Regions from separate parts of the Mus musculus genome. Here region 2 is linked to region 1. The links are chromatin contacts, called in public promoter capture Hi-C maps. All regions are on one chromosome and are shown on one strand. The core of a region is the stretch at or near the end of the contact, and the rest is flanking DNA. Distances in the headings are between cores, read along the strand shown.

Evidence for each region. Promoter capture Hi-C pulls out the DNA fragments that hold promoters and counts their contacts.
Region 2: a contact with region 1 is called in a promoter capture Hi-C map of the C10 cell line. The contact joins the enhancer-like site here to the promoter of Sbk1 in region 1. A contact is called at or near these places in 4 of 39 promoter capture datasets (the C10 cell line, embryonic stem cells and neutrophils), 4 of 115 datasets of contacts at active chromatin or transcription factors (bone marrow-derived macrophages and embryonic stem cells) and 1 of 9 other capture datasets (adipose tissue).

What each region holds. Positions count from the first base shown.
Region 1 is chr7:126,270,218-126,276,736 of GRCm38.p6, reverse strand. Sbk1 (SH3-binding kinase 1) reads right to left here and starts at 4,241. Exons shown (of 4, transcript NM_145587.3): 1 at 3,638-4,241.
Region 2 is chr7:126,164,601-126,171,119 of GRCm38.p6, reverse strand. It overlaps Xpo6 (exportin 6), which reads left to right. Exons shown (of 24, transcript NM_001311143.2): 3 at 1-90; 4 at 1,794-1,991. It also overlaps the pseudogene Gm17137. Among named protein-coding and RNA genes, the nearest start is that of Xpo6, 33 kb to the left of the region's middle. Within about 2 kb of position 2,314, at least 32 of the 459 cell types and tissues checked have an H3K27ac peak or open chromatin away from gene starts, as enhancers often do.

The sequences.
Region 1 (6,519 bases), core at 2,992-5,491:
AAACACAGGATCCCCCCAAGAACTGACTAGTCCAAGGTCAGGTTAGTCACTGGACAGGCAGCCGCTGCCAGTTCAACACCAACCCTTGGTGGACCTAGAGCGGGGCTCAAATCCTGCCATGGGCTCAATGCTGTGCTGGTCTAGGGGTAAAATGAAAATCTGTCCAGAGCCTGGCTCTGCAGACTGACAGGAGAAAATGCTCCACTGCCTCCCTGAGCCCGACATTAACGACATGGCTTCCTGGGTGGGGAGGAGCTAGGAGCATTGAGGATATGACAGAAAGGGGTGGCCACGAAGGGGAAGGCAGAAGGCCTTTGGCTACCCCTGCTGTTATTAAGCCCCTCTCCTGGAGAGAAGCAGAGGATAAAAGGGGACTTCCTCCCGAGGACCTAACCCCACAGACCTTTTCCTGCAGGCCCCCATGACTGGGCTGGGAGTCCTCTTTGCTACCCATCTTGGAGCTCTGCAGCCCTGCCAACTACCAACTTCATCAATGACTGCTTCCCCTCAGCCCATGCCAAGCCCCGCGTCTCTAGAGCAGCTCCCAGAGGAAGCTCGGCTATCCCTTGCGGTGCCCCTTTAATGAGTGAGACCAAACAGTCTCTGGCCTCTGGCTTAGTTCATCCTACACAGTATTGTTCCTATTCTATAGATAAGTAAACTGAGGCCCAAAGCAGCTAAGTACATCCCAAACCTAGAGCGAGTCCAGAGCTGGTGCTCTCCACATGGCACTAGGCCATCTCTTTTGACCTCTGCTCCAGCAGACCTTTGTCCAGGAAGATTGCATACCTACCAAAGCCAAGGCGAGTGGCTAGGGCCTGGTGCTGGCCTCTGGCTCTGGCCCAGTTATTTGGTAACAGTCATCAGCTTCATGCTTAGGGAATGTCAGAGGCTGGGGAGGGACAAGGTTACTTTGTTTTGTTTGCTGGATTGGGGATAGAACCTTGAACGTGGCCGGCATGACCACCATCCAAGGTTCAACCCAGGCCACCTGTTCAGTCCTGGAAAGCCCGAGAAGAGGAAGCCTGGAGAACCTCCTCCACTTTTGTCCTCTCTGCACAGAGGAGTAAACTGAGGTCAATAGCAGCCCTCCCCAAGTCCTCCGTCAGACTTAGCCTAAACCCTGGTCTACTGCCCCTCGCAATGGTTATTTCTGTGCCTCCAGTGTGTGTGCTGCTAGTCCTAACCCAGCCATGGGCAGGTAGACCGGGCACAGCCAGTGCTGAACACTCATTTTTCCAGCTCCCACTCTTCCCGACAAACCTGGAGGTCAGCAGCTAGGCTCTAAGTTCACACCAATAAAGAACAGGTCAGGCGTTCTTGGGACGACTGGGAGCGTGTGTCCTGCCCACACAACACAGCCATTCTCTAGCTCTGGGCCTCAAGCTGCTGCATCCCCTGGGTTTTCAGGAAGATCTCCAAATCAGCATCTGAATGTGAAATCCTCCAAGAATTTCTGAGCGTCAGTAACAAACACAGACATGTGAAATACACTGATCAGCAAACTGGGGCTCTACGCTGTATTCTCCAAATGCTAAGACATCAGGCTGTAGGCTCAACGGTGCTGGTGTGGCCAGAACAGGACAGCCCCAGATTCCCAAAGCTGAGCCTAGGAGTGCAGTCTCACAGCACATGGAAACAAATGCCACTAAGCTGCCCAGCCACCAATCACCTAGCCTGGGCTCTCTACCATGTGCAGTCTAAGCCAGAGCAAAAGGGGAGGTAGAGGTAGAAACAGCTGCCAAGCCATCCTAGAGTGGGGCTCTGGGTCAGGGGGATTTTATATGATAAAGAGTTAAGAGTCATGGAGATGAGCCAGGTAATGTGCGGGTGCTCAAGATGTAAATTAGGGCAGGCTGCAGAGAGCTGGGCTGCCAAGCTACTTCATTAGGGCTACTCAATGGGGAGCCGCGGCAGGTTAACAAAGAGTGAAAGTCTTCCTGCCAGTCCCCTTCTGGCCTCATAATGGCTCTTTCTGCTCACAGTCATTTGAACTTCTCTCCAGCCTCTGCTTCTACTTTCTTGCCTGTGGAGTATGTGACTAAGCCCCGGGCTCCAACCCACTGCACAAAATAAACTTCCAAGGTGGCTAGGACACACCTTAAATGCTCCTGACAGTCTGGCTTCAATCTGTACCCACCAAGCTGGCTGCAGATATGTAGTTCACTCTCATTCTCTCTGGGAAGTGCCACAGGCTTGATCAAGGTCACCTCATCTTCAGGGCAACTGGCTTTCGCACATCCTCTCCTGGGGGGAGGGGGGGTGGCTGCCTTGACTGTCCTTGAGTCTGCAGGGGGGATCTGCAAGAGTGCTGACCCAGGCTACATCTGTACTCATGGGGCAAAGCCAGCATCAGAGAGGAGTCCAGGCAGTAGTGATGGGAAGGTATCAGCTGCTCAGGTCTGATCTGGGGAATCAGGTGTCACAGGGACAAGGGGTCAAGGGTTGGGCAGCTGGTCCTGACATGGTCTGGACAAACAAAACAGCCCAAGGATCTGAAGCCTGATCATCAGGAAAAGATGAGGGGAAGCCCCAAACTCCAGGGCTGGAGCTTCAGACACGGTAGATGTTGCAATGAATGGATAAATAAACGAACAAAGAAACTTCTATAGGGCTCTGTGTTCTGAATCCTGCCTTCCCCAGCCTGTCTGCTCACCTCCTACCTGACTTTACACCTGTCTGTGGAAGGCTGAAAAAAACCTTCCTGCCCTTTCTCGGGGTACAACGCACCCAAGATCTTCCGGCATTCCCTGGGTCCTGGGGTTTAGGACATTTGTTGAGGCCCTCTTGATTGTAGATGCTTTGGAAAGCTTAAGCAAGAATCCAGACTCACTCCTGCATCGTAGAGGACACAGTGTCCCAGTCCCGGACTTGGCCCTAGGTGTTCCCCGGGTCAGAAAAAGGGAAAACACTCAGGTTTGCTGTCCTTGGGACTTAGAGGGGCAGAAAGGTGCTCTGACCCGAAATGGTTTCTTCATTCAGGGTACCTCCCTCCCCCAAACTAGCTGTTCACTGAGAGGGCTTGTCCTCTCCCTGTTCTGCAGGGAGCACAAAGAGGGACTGGATAAAGAGCCCCACTGAGACCTGAGCTGGGGTCTCAGAGTCAGAAAATAAGAGACTCATCCTCTCAAACACGCCCCTTCCCTGCCCTCTCAGACAAAGGCACACACCCAAAGCCCCAGCTGTCACCCAGAGCTGCAGAATGCAGGCACCTCTCACCTTTGGGCGCCCCAAATTTTCTCTTTCCTGTGGGGAGGGTGGGTGTCACTTAAGAACTCAGCTTGGTCTTTGGGAGATGATAGTTACGTGTCTTTATTCTTCAAAGGACCTAAGGTCTAAGGCTCCAGGCTATTCCGGGGAGACTCTCCACCTTCTAACCCCTCTCCAGGGCGTCGCAACTCCTCTCTCCCGGGGTCCGAAGCTGTGCCCAAATCTCAGGGTTGGGGTGGAAGGTGGGGGAAGGGAGAGGAGGAGGGGGCGGCTCCTCCAAGCGAGACACAAAGAGACGTCCTTCAGCCTCGGCTCCATGGCGACGCTGAGGAGGGGGAGCGCGCACTCTGGACTTCCTTCCCCACCTGCAGGACTCTAGGGACCTCGGTACCACTCACCTGCCGCCCCTCACCTGGGTCCCACTTACCTGGGCTGGGGCCGCGGGGACGCCGCGGCAGGGGGCCTGGGCGCCGTGTCGATCTTCGTCTGCCCGGCCCGAGAGGGGCTCAGGGCACCACTACCACCATGAGCCGGGACGCTGAAGGCGTCGCAAGGGGCTTGGTCGCCCGGGTCCCGAGGCTTTGGGGTGCCCGCGGCTTCTCGTTAGCAAGAGGATCTTGCTGTCCTAGGTTTGGGGTCCCTGTGTGCCGGAGTAGCGGATTAGGGAGGCTAGCGCCCCAAGCCTGGGTCTCTCTGTGTCTTGAGGTGTGCGGTTGTAGCAAGCAGATCTTGGGGGGCCCGGGTTGGATCGGTCGCTGCGTCCCAGCAGCCGCGTGCGAGGATGGAGGTCACCGCTCAGCCGCTGGGGGGTTCGGGCGCCGCCGCTGCGAGCAGCCCGGCCCTGCGGGCTCCTGCCCCGGCCTGGCGCGGGCTGAGGCTGCGGCTCCGGCTGAGGCTCCCGCTCCGCCCGGCACTCGGGCTCCAGCGCCGGTGCCCGCCCGGGCTGCGCTCCATCGCGGCCTCGCGGCTCCGCCTCCCGCCGGCGCGTACCTGCCCGCCCGCCGCTCCGCCCTCCGCCTCGCGCGCCGCCGCACGCGCCTTTGTCCGCCGCGCCGGGTGCGCGCTCCGCGCACGCGCACTCCCGCCGCGCCCTCCCGCCAGGCGCCACGGGCCTGGACCTCCCCACCGCCGCGGGAGCCGCACGATGCCCCGCCCGCTTTCCGGCCACGCGGGGTCCTAAGGCCCGCCGGTCATTGGCATAAGCTTCTTTTTCTAGGTCAGAGCCCAGGAGGGGGCCAGAACGAGGTTAGAGAGGGCTCGGGGGAGTCACAGAGGGTCACCTGGTCCAGCTGCTTGGTCCCCGAGGGGCTAGACTGTCCCAGACTATTCCAGCCTGTGCTTGTGGGGCGGAGCCTGGATCTGTTTCAAAGAAGAAAAATAAATCCGAGCTCTCCTATTCAGAATGCACTCGCTCATTCAACTACCGGTCCATCTGTTCACCCGCCTGTCTGCCCATTCATCCTTCCACCTATCCATTCGATTTCCAGGGGACCTCATAAGACTACTAGGCTACTCAGAGACCTGGGGTCTGTGGGGCCGTGCAGGGTTCAGGCAGAACTTTCGAGCTCTGCTGTAGGGAGACCGCGAAGTAAGTTTAAGGAAAAGCTGGGATTAAAGGTGTATAGCAGAACGGAAGAAGGGGGTGGGGGGTTCCTGGCTGAAGCAGCAGCTGTGCAAAGCCACCCGGGTGTGAAGAGCTTTGTTCATTAACCGGAAATTGTAGCCTGGATGCAGGTGGGGCGATCGAGCAGAGATGGCGACAGAGTGGGAACAACGAACGCATCCTTCCAGAGGCCCAGTCTCCCATGCAGCATACTATTTTATTCATAGAAAAAGCCCCCGACGCACCCAAAATCTCTCCTCCTTTTAATCTCTGATCAGATTGTTTTCTCAAATTAGCATCCTCTTCCAACCACTCCAGCTGCTGGTAGAACTTTTAGAGCTGGTTATTGCAAACTCAGGTAGCCTTAGGTGGAGCTGGGAAGACGGCTTATTAAGTAAAGTGCTTGCCAGGCAAGCATGAGGGACTTGAGTTCCTCCAGTGCCATGACACCTGTAGTTCCAGCCCTGGGAAGGCAGAAACAGGTGGATCCCAGGGACCAGCCTGATCTGATCCGTGAGTTCCAGTGAAAGACCCAGTCTCTGAATAAATAAATAAGTACGGGAGGGGAGAAGGGGAACCAAGCGAGATGCTGCTAAAGACCAGGGTTCAGGCCCCCAGGACTCAGCTATGGCTGGGCAGGTGTAGCAGCCTAGAATCCCAGCATTTAGGAGGCAGACAGGATCCCCAGAGCAAGCTGACTAGCAAGACTAGCCGAATGAGTCAGCTCTAGGTTCAAGTGAGAAACCATGCCTCAATTTGTAAAATAGAGAACAAGAGAATCAACCTCCGTCTGCACATGCACACACATGCATGTGCACCCCACATACATGCAAACACACACATATGCATGCATACCACGCACCCACAAAAAGTTAAATGAGCTGGGGAGGGATTGAAGAATACACCTGATAATGTCAACTTCTGCCCTCTACACACACACACACACACCTAAGTTGAATAAACTACAGACAGGAACTAGAAATGTGGCTCAGTCTTGGCATAGGGAAGACCCTGGACTCAGTCCCCAGAACTGGACGAAGAAACGAAGAAACAAACACCCAAAGCTGATGCGCAGACTTCTGCTTGGCAGCCCACACTACTGCTACTGCTACTTGTAATCCTAGCCCACCTTCCTCCCACTTTTACTGAAAGTTAGTTTTCTGGAAACCAGGTCCTTTGTGGGCACCAGCTCTGTTGAGAACAATGTCTCTTAGGTTGCATTCCTAATGAGCTTGCCAAGCATCCCCTGTCCCCTCCAGGGTAAAGCTTACGCTGTATTGTGGTGTGAAGGAAAATGGCCTCCATAAGTTCTTAGAGAGTGGCACTGTTAGGAGCTGTTACCTTGTTGGAGGAAAGTGTGTCATTGGGGGTAGGCTTTGAAGTTTCAAATGCTCAAGCTAAGCCCAGGGTCACTCTCTCTTCTTGCTGCTTGAGGAAATGGGTATAGAACTCTCAGCTACCTCTTCAGCGCTCTGTCTGCCTGTCTGCTTCCATGCTTCCCGCCATGATATTGGGTTAAACCTCTGAACTGTAAGCCAGTCCCAACTAAATGTTTTCTTATAAGAGTGTCTGTGGTCACGGTGTCTGTTCACAGCAACAGAAATCCAAAGATGCCCTGTGCTGCAGGCTGTCAGCATCTAGTGCCTGCTTGCCACACCAGTCCAGGGAATCTCTCTTCTCCACTCAGCCTTGGCATCAGCAAGCTC
Region 2 (6,519 bases), core at 1,065-3,564, 100 kb after region 1:
CAGCAAGTAGGAGCTTGGAGATTCTGCTTATATTTTCTGTCCAGCACAAGGAATGACTATGTAATGATGTACAGCTTAACGGTTTTTGAGGTAAGTTGTTGTGTCGTTTTATATTCCTGAAAATCACAGTGGAATTGTACACTATTGGCACCAGGTTTTCGCTGTAGTATATAGATGTCTGAGAAGCAGTAGGTTGACCCTCCCACGTGGCACCTTGTGTCTGGGGACATCTTTTGAGCTGTGACTCCAAAAAGATGAGGAAGGTGGTTGACTTTTCTTGTCTGCTGGGTAGGTCATAGTTGGTGACTTACCTTTTTCCTTTGTCATTTGAAAGACAAAGATAGCTAGACACATTGGATGGAGTATTTGTATTGCTACCATCTTCCAGCCATGGAACTACTCATGCTAACTCTCGTCCAAGCTTTGTCTGCTGGGCATGTCACATCAACCTCTTTTCCACTGTCCTTTCTGCTATGGTCTGCAGTACTCATTAACCCATTTGTTCTTTATGGGATAGGGAGTGGTATTTTGGTAATTATCTCAGGCTGGCTTCAGACTTACCACCCACCAGCCTCAGTCTCCCATGTGATTGGATTACACATGTGTGCTGTCATGTCTGGCTTGTTCACTTATATTTGAACATTACAGTTGTTTCTGTTACTATATGGTGGCCAGATGGCCAATAAGACATGTTGGAAACAATGATATAATAGCAAGTTTTTATACATACAACTTACTGTATCTTAAATTGTTCAGTATATCTTCCTAGAGATAGGAGAGATGAGATTGTTTTATCCTAAGAATTTCTTTTTCTTCTTCTTCTTCTTCTTCTTCTTCTTCTTCTTCTTCTTCTTCTTCTTCTTCTTCTTCTTCCTCCTCCTCCTCCTCCTCCTCCTCCTCCTCCTCCTCCTTTTCTTTTCTTTTCTTTTCTTTTCTTTTCTTTTCTTTTCTTTTCTTTTCTTTTCTTTTCTTTTCTTTCTCCTCCCCTCCCCTCCCCTCCCCTCCCCTCCCCTCCCCTCCCCTCCCCTCCCCTCCTTTCTTTTCTTTTCTTTTTGACAGGGTTTCTCTCTGTAGCCCTGTCCTGTCCTGGAACTTGCTCTGTAGAGTAGGCTGGCCTTAAACTCACAGAGTTCCACATGCCTCTGCCTTTTGAGTGTTGGGATTAAAGGCATGTGCTACCACCGTCCAGCTTGTCCTCAGATTTTTTTTTATTGGATATTTTATGTATTTACATTTCAAATGTTATCCCTTTTCCTGGTTTCACTTCTGAACCCCCCACCCCCCATCCCATCCTCTCTCTCCCTGCTTCTATGAGGGTGCTCCTCCACCCACTTACCCACTCCCACCTCACTGCCCTGGCACTCTCTTACACTGGAGAATCGAGCCTTCACAGGACCAAGGGCCTCTCCTATTGATGCCAGACAATGCCATCCTCTGCTACATATGTGACTGGAGCCATGAGTTTCTCCTTGTGTACTCTGTGGTTGGTGGTTTAGTCCCTGGGAGCTCTGAGGTGGGAGGAGGGACCTGGTTGGTTGGTATTGCTGTTCTTCCTATGGGGTTGCAGACCCCTTCAGTCCTTTCTGTAACTCCTCCATTGGGGTCCCTGTGCTCAGTCCAATGGTTGGCTTGTCCTAAGATTTTAATATTTGTGTTTATCATTTTGCTAAATGTCCTAAACTGTTAGAGCTAGGTAGATGTGTGTGTATGTGACGTTACAGGTAATTATAGAATGAAAACCATTCATTTTGTGTAAAGCTCATTAATTTAAAAGATACGTATTTGTTTTTCAGAATCTAATCAATAAAATGTGGCTTGGGGTCCCATCTCAGGATAAGATGGAAATCCGTAGCTGCTTGCCCAAACTTCTCTTGGCTCACCATAAAACCTTACCTTACTTTATTCGGAATAAACTCTGCAAAGTTATCGTTGATATTGGACGCCAAGATTGGCCCATGTTCTACCATGACTTTTTCACTAACATTTTACAGGTAAGGATCTACCTGGGGGAACTGTCATATAAATTGTTCGCAGAGGGATTATATCCCTTGACTTGAGGGGTTTTATAGTTATTCTTTGGGGCTGCAGTAAGTAGTAAGTGTTGTAGGCTGGATTCATACATTGTCTGTCTTTATGTTCTGTAGCTTTGCATAGTGGAGGAGAGAGGGAGTGGAGGGAGAGTGAGCCTAGTTACTTCCTTAGCACCTGTGAAGTTAGTTCTGCTCAGCAGGCCTCTGAAGGCCTGGCTCCTGATACGATGGCGATGGCGGTGAAAGGAGGGTTCTAGTGGTTTCAGAATTGTCAGGAAATAACCACAAACTGTAAATAGCCATTGATAGAAGTATTGTGGAATGTTTGCTGCTGGGGTGTGTGTTACACAGCCTTGGGATTGATAAACAGGACCAAACCGGTTTTAGAGTAAATTTCATCATCAGGCGGTCGTATGTTAGCTATCTAAAGTTTCTTTGGACTCAGTTCTACCTTGATCCATTGGCAGTCAAGAGTATATTGTGATAGTTGGTAGGGAATCTGCAGTTTGTGTTGTGATCAGCCTCCAGCTCTCTGCAGGTTGCTTATACCTTTCTAGGACATTGGGAAAGGAAGTAATAAGGTGAGACTGACCATGCTCCTCCCCACCCTGTAGTCTGTGGGTCAGTGCCCCTTTTGTAAGGTCGTTCCTCAGATTTCTGAAGTCTGCTGAGCCAAACCTTTGGACACATTTTACCTAAGGCCAGATTACTGAGAAACAAGGGTGGCTACTTCTTCCCCAATAGGTATGTAATAAAAACGGATGGCTCACTAGAAACCTAAATTTGATCTGCAGCTCAAAGGTACTTATTGTCTGCTAAGTCAGATGCAGAAGCTAAGTGTGTTTAGAATTTTAATTATATATTAATTGCCTTTCTGGATAAAAGAACAATAAAAATGAAAAATTAAATGTTTTCTCCAGTTTTTTCAAGTAAAGGATTATGTGGGGGCAATTAAAAAAAAAGTCTACTATAATTAGTTCCTTAGTTTTCTCTCTTGGAGACAGAATTTCACCACTGTGCTATTTAGCCGGGAAGTAGCAGAGATCTATCTGCCTCTGTCTCTGTTTCCCAATGCTGGACTCAAAGGTGTGTGACTCCATTCTTACTTGCTTGACACATTCTCATGTTTTAGCCTTTACTATATTTTAGCTTCAAAACAAAACCAAAAAACCCAAAACTGTCAACAGTAAAATTTGCTCTGAAATGTTTCCTTAGGTACTAGCTAGCTACAACTGTGTCTTGGAAACTGAAACTCCAAATATTTAGTGAGTACAGATTAGAAGTAGTTCCCAATCACCCAAAGCAGCTAGAATAACGGACAGGAAAGAAGAGGCCCGAGAGGCAGCTGGGAAAGCAGCTGCAGAGGCAGTCCAGCGGTCTCCAGGAAGTGCCCTTGCTTTAGAGGAGGTGGGAAGGTCACACTGCCACATTCAGTTAATTCATTGAGCTTCAGGAAGGAAGAAGTTAAAGTCAGCTTGGCTTTGGTTTGTAACCCAGCTGGGAACCTTGTCCTAGCTTTGAACCTTAGAAAGGTGGAACCTTGTCCTAGCTTTGACAGAATGAGGTCTAAGATCAACCCTGGTTAGAGGTCAGGGAGTTAAAAGGCAAACAACCAGGTCCAAACTCTTAAGGTCTCAGAAGTGAGGAAGGTTCTCAAAAGCAATAGAAAGGGAGCGCAGAGAGTGGGAGAGCTCTGCTAGCAGAAGCTATAACCAGACTCGCTTCTGCTGAGAGTCCGGCTTAAGGGCATCTGGATGATGAAGGGAAGGGAACGAATGTCCTCTCCCTTTCTCTCTCTTTTCATCAGAGCCTGGTATCCTCTATAGGGGAAGTGGATTAGCTTTTGCACTTTATAGATTATTGTGGGCGGTAGCTAGGACAGTGGTTCAGTCATTCTGTTTTGTTTTTTGAGACAGGGTTTCTCTATATTCCTGGCTGTCCTGGAACTCTCTGTAGACTAGTTTGGCCTTGAATTCACAGCTGTCTGCTTGCCTCCATCTCCTGAGTGCTGGGGTAAAGGCATGCACCACCACCTACCACTTATACAGTCTTATGATGATTTTTAAAAAGATTTTTTAGTGTGTGCACATGTGCCCTCTGAAGCCAGAAGAGAGAGAGTGTTGTATCCCCTGGATCTGGAGGTATAGGTGGTGGTGAGCCACTAATGTGGGTGCTGGGAATTGAGCTCAGGTTCTCTGGAAGAGCAATATGCTCTTTTTAAAAACTTACTATTTTTAATTGGTGTGTATTTGCATGTATCTGTGAGAGACTGTGTGAATGCAGATACCCTTGGGTGTGGCATCTTCTGGAACTGGTGTTGTAGGCAGTTAGGAGCATCTGGTATTTGTGTTGGGAGCTGAACTGGGTCCTCTACATGAGCAGTAAGTGCTCTTGGACATGGAGCCATTTCTCCAGACCTGCTGTATATTCTTTCACTGAGCCATCTCCCTAGCCACTCTTAGGATTTTATTGAAGATGTGGCCTTCTTCTCTGAGCTTTTTATTTCTTCTCTGTTAGTATGTTTGTCATCTACTAGCTTTTATGAACTTGTGGACCATGTGCAAAAAGAGGTAGGTCCAGAAGGTCAGCATCATCGTCATGGTGTTGAGGTGGTACTGATGGAAAAGGCCTGAGTGAGCAAGCTCTAGTGGGCATACCAGGGTGTGGTGCAAGAACCAGAGGGCAAGGAGGCCTGCCAGGTGATGATGAAAACAATGGCAAAGATGAGGAAGATGTTACTAGATATTTTCCATGCTGTGTAATTAAAACATTTTGGCTGTCTCTGGCAGGTCATGAGAAACCCATGATGGTAAGGGTCACTGCTCAGAGTTGACAAACCGGGAGAAACTAAGAAGAATGATGGTGGCCACCTGATAGATGATCTGTTTCTTAAAATTCAACTTGACCAGGGAACAGTAGAATGGAAGTTGAGCCATGTAGTATTTTCAGTCCTGGGAAAAGGGGTGATCCCAAATCGGGTATCTCTTCCAAACTTTGGCCATGCCTTAGAATCAGGGTTTAGCCTCAGGGATGGCCATGTTAGCACAAAGGGAACCAGGTAAAATTGCTTCTGAGTACACTTGAGAAGACTGGGGATATGGGCCAGTCTTGAGTGTAACAGTGGTGGGAATCATGATTATACCTGGTTGCTGAGAGTTCTCTTTGCCAAGATAAAAGCTCCACCCCACTTACTTGGGCTGCTTCCACTGGTCAGGGAGAGGTGCCTCACAGCTAAGCTACTTCACCATTCAGGAGGGCAGCTGATGGTATAGCCACATAAAGCTCAAAGAGGTATCAGATGACAAGAAAGAGCAAGGCCAGGAGTAGTGTGATGTCTGGGGCTTTGGTACCAACTCCTCCATCTCAGTCTTCCGGACTGGCACAGGTTAATTTCACTGCAGCTGTAAGCATTTCCGTCAAATGTGATCATGTAAGAGTTGGAGCAGAGTAGGCTAGCCTCGATGGGCTCTGTTCCTGTGTGAGCTGCAAGGGCCACATGTTCTCTTGGTTTTGTCCTCTTGCCAGCTCCCTCCTTTTTCCTGGAGCCAGGGAACCAGCCACAGTCAAGGAAAGCAAAGATGACTTACTTCCTTTTTATTTTTATTTGAAACAGGGTCTCATGTGGCCCTGGTTTGTTTGGAATTCTCTATGTAGACCAGGCTGGCCTTAAACCAGTGGTCTCAACCTTCTCAATGCTGTGACCCTTTAATATAGTTTTTCATTTGGTTGTGATCCCAACCAAAAATTATTCTTGTTGCTAATTTAGAACTGTAATTTTGCTACTGTTATAAATCACAATGTAAAAACATCTGTTTTCTGATGGTCTTAGGCAACTCCTATGAAAAGGGGTTTCGACCTGTTGGTTGAGAACCATGATTTGAACTCATGGAGATCAATCAGCTTGTCTCTGCCTGCAGAGTGCTGGGGTACAAGGAATGTGCTACCACACCTAGCAAGAGTGACTTTATTATGTCTTATGTCCTACGTGTTCAGTCTTTAGCACTACCAAAAAAGAAAAAAGGTCATGAAGAATGAATTCCTTCCTTGCTAACTTCTCCCTCAGGATGGAACCTAGGGCCATACAGTGCTAGGCAAACCGTCTACTATTGAGCTCTAGCTCTTGTTAGATTGTTTGTTTGTTTGTTTTTTGGAGACAGGGTCTTGCTGTATAGTCCAGGCTGCCCTCAAATTTATGATCTTGGTGCTGCCTCTGTTTTCCTAGTGCCTAGATGTCTAGGTGTGTGCCACCATTCCTAGTGATGGCTTTCTTTTTTCACTGGATTTCTTACCTGTGCTTTCTTTCCTTTGAATAAAGAAAGGAGATTTAAGATGGATTTTCTATATTGTAGAGGATCTGACCATATGTGAGGAGCACAGAGGCATTTCATATCTAAAGGAAAGTGAGTAACTGAGTTGGAGAGATGGACATGGATGGCTCCTAAAAGCACTTACAGGAGAACAAGGTTCATTCAGTTCCCAGTATTATCAC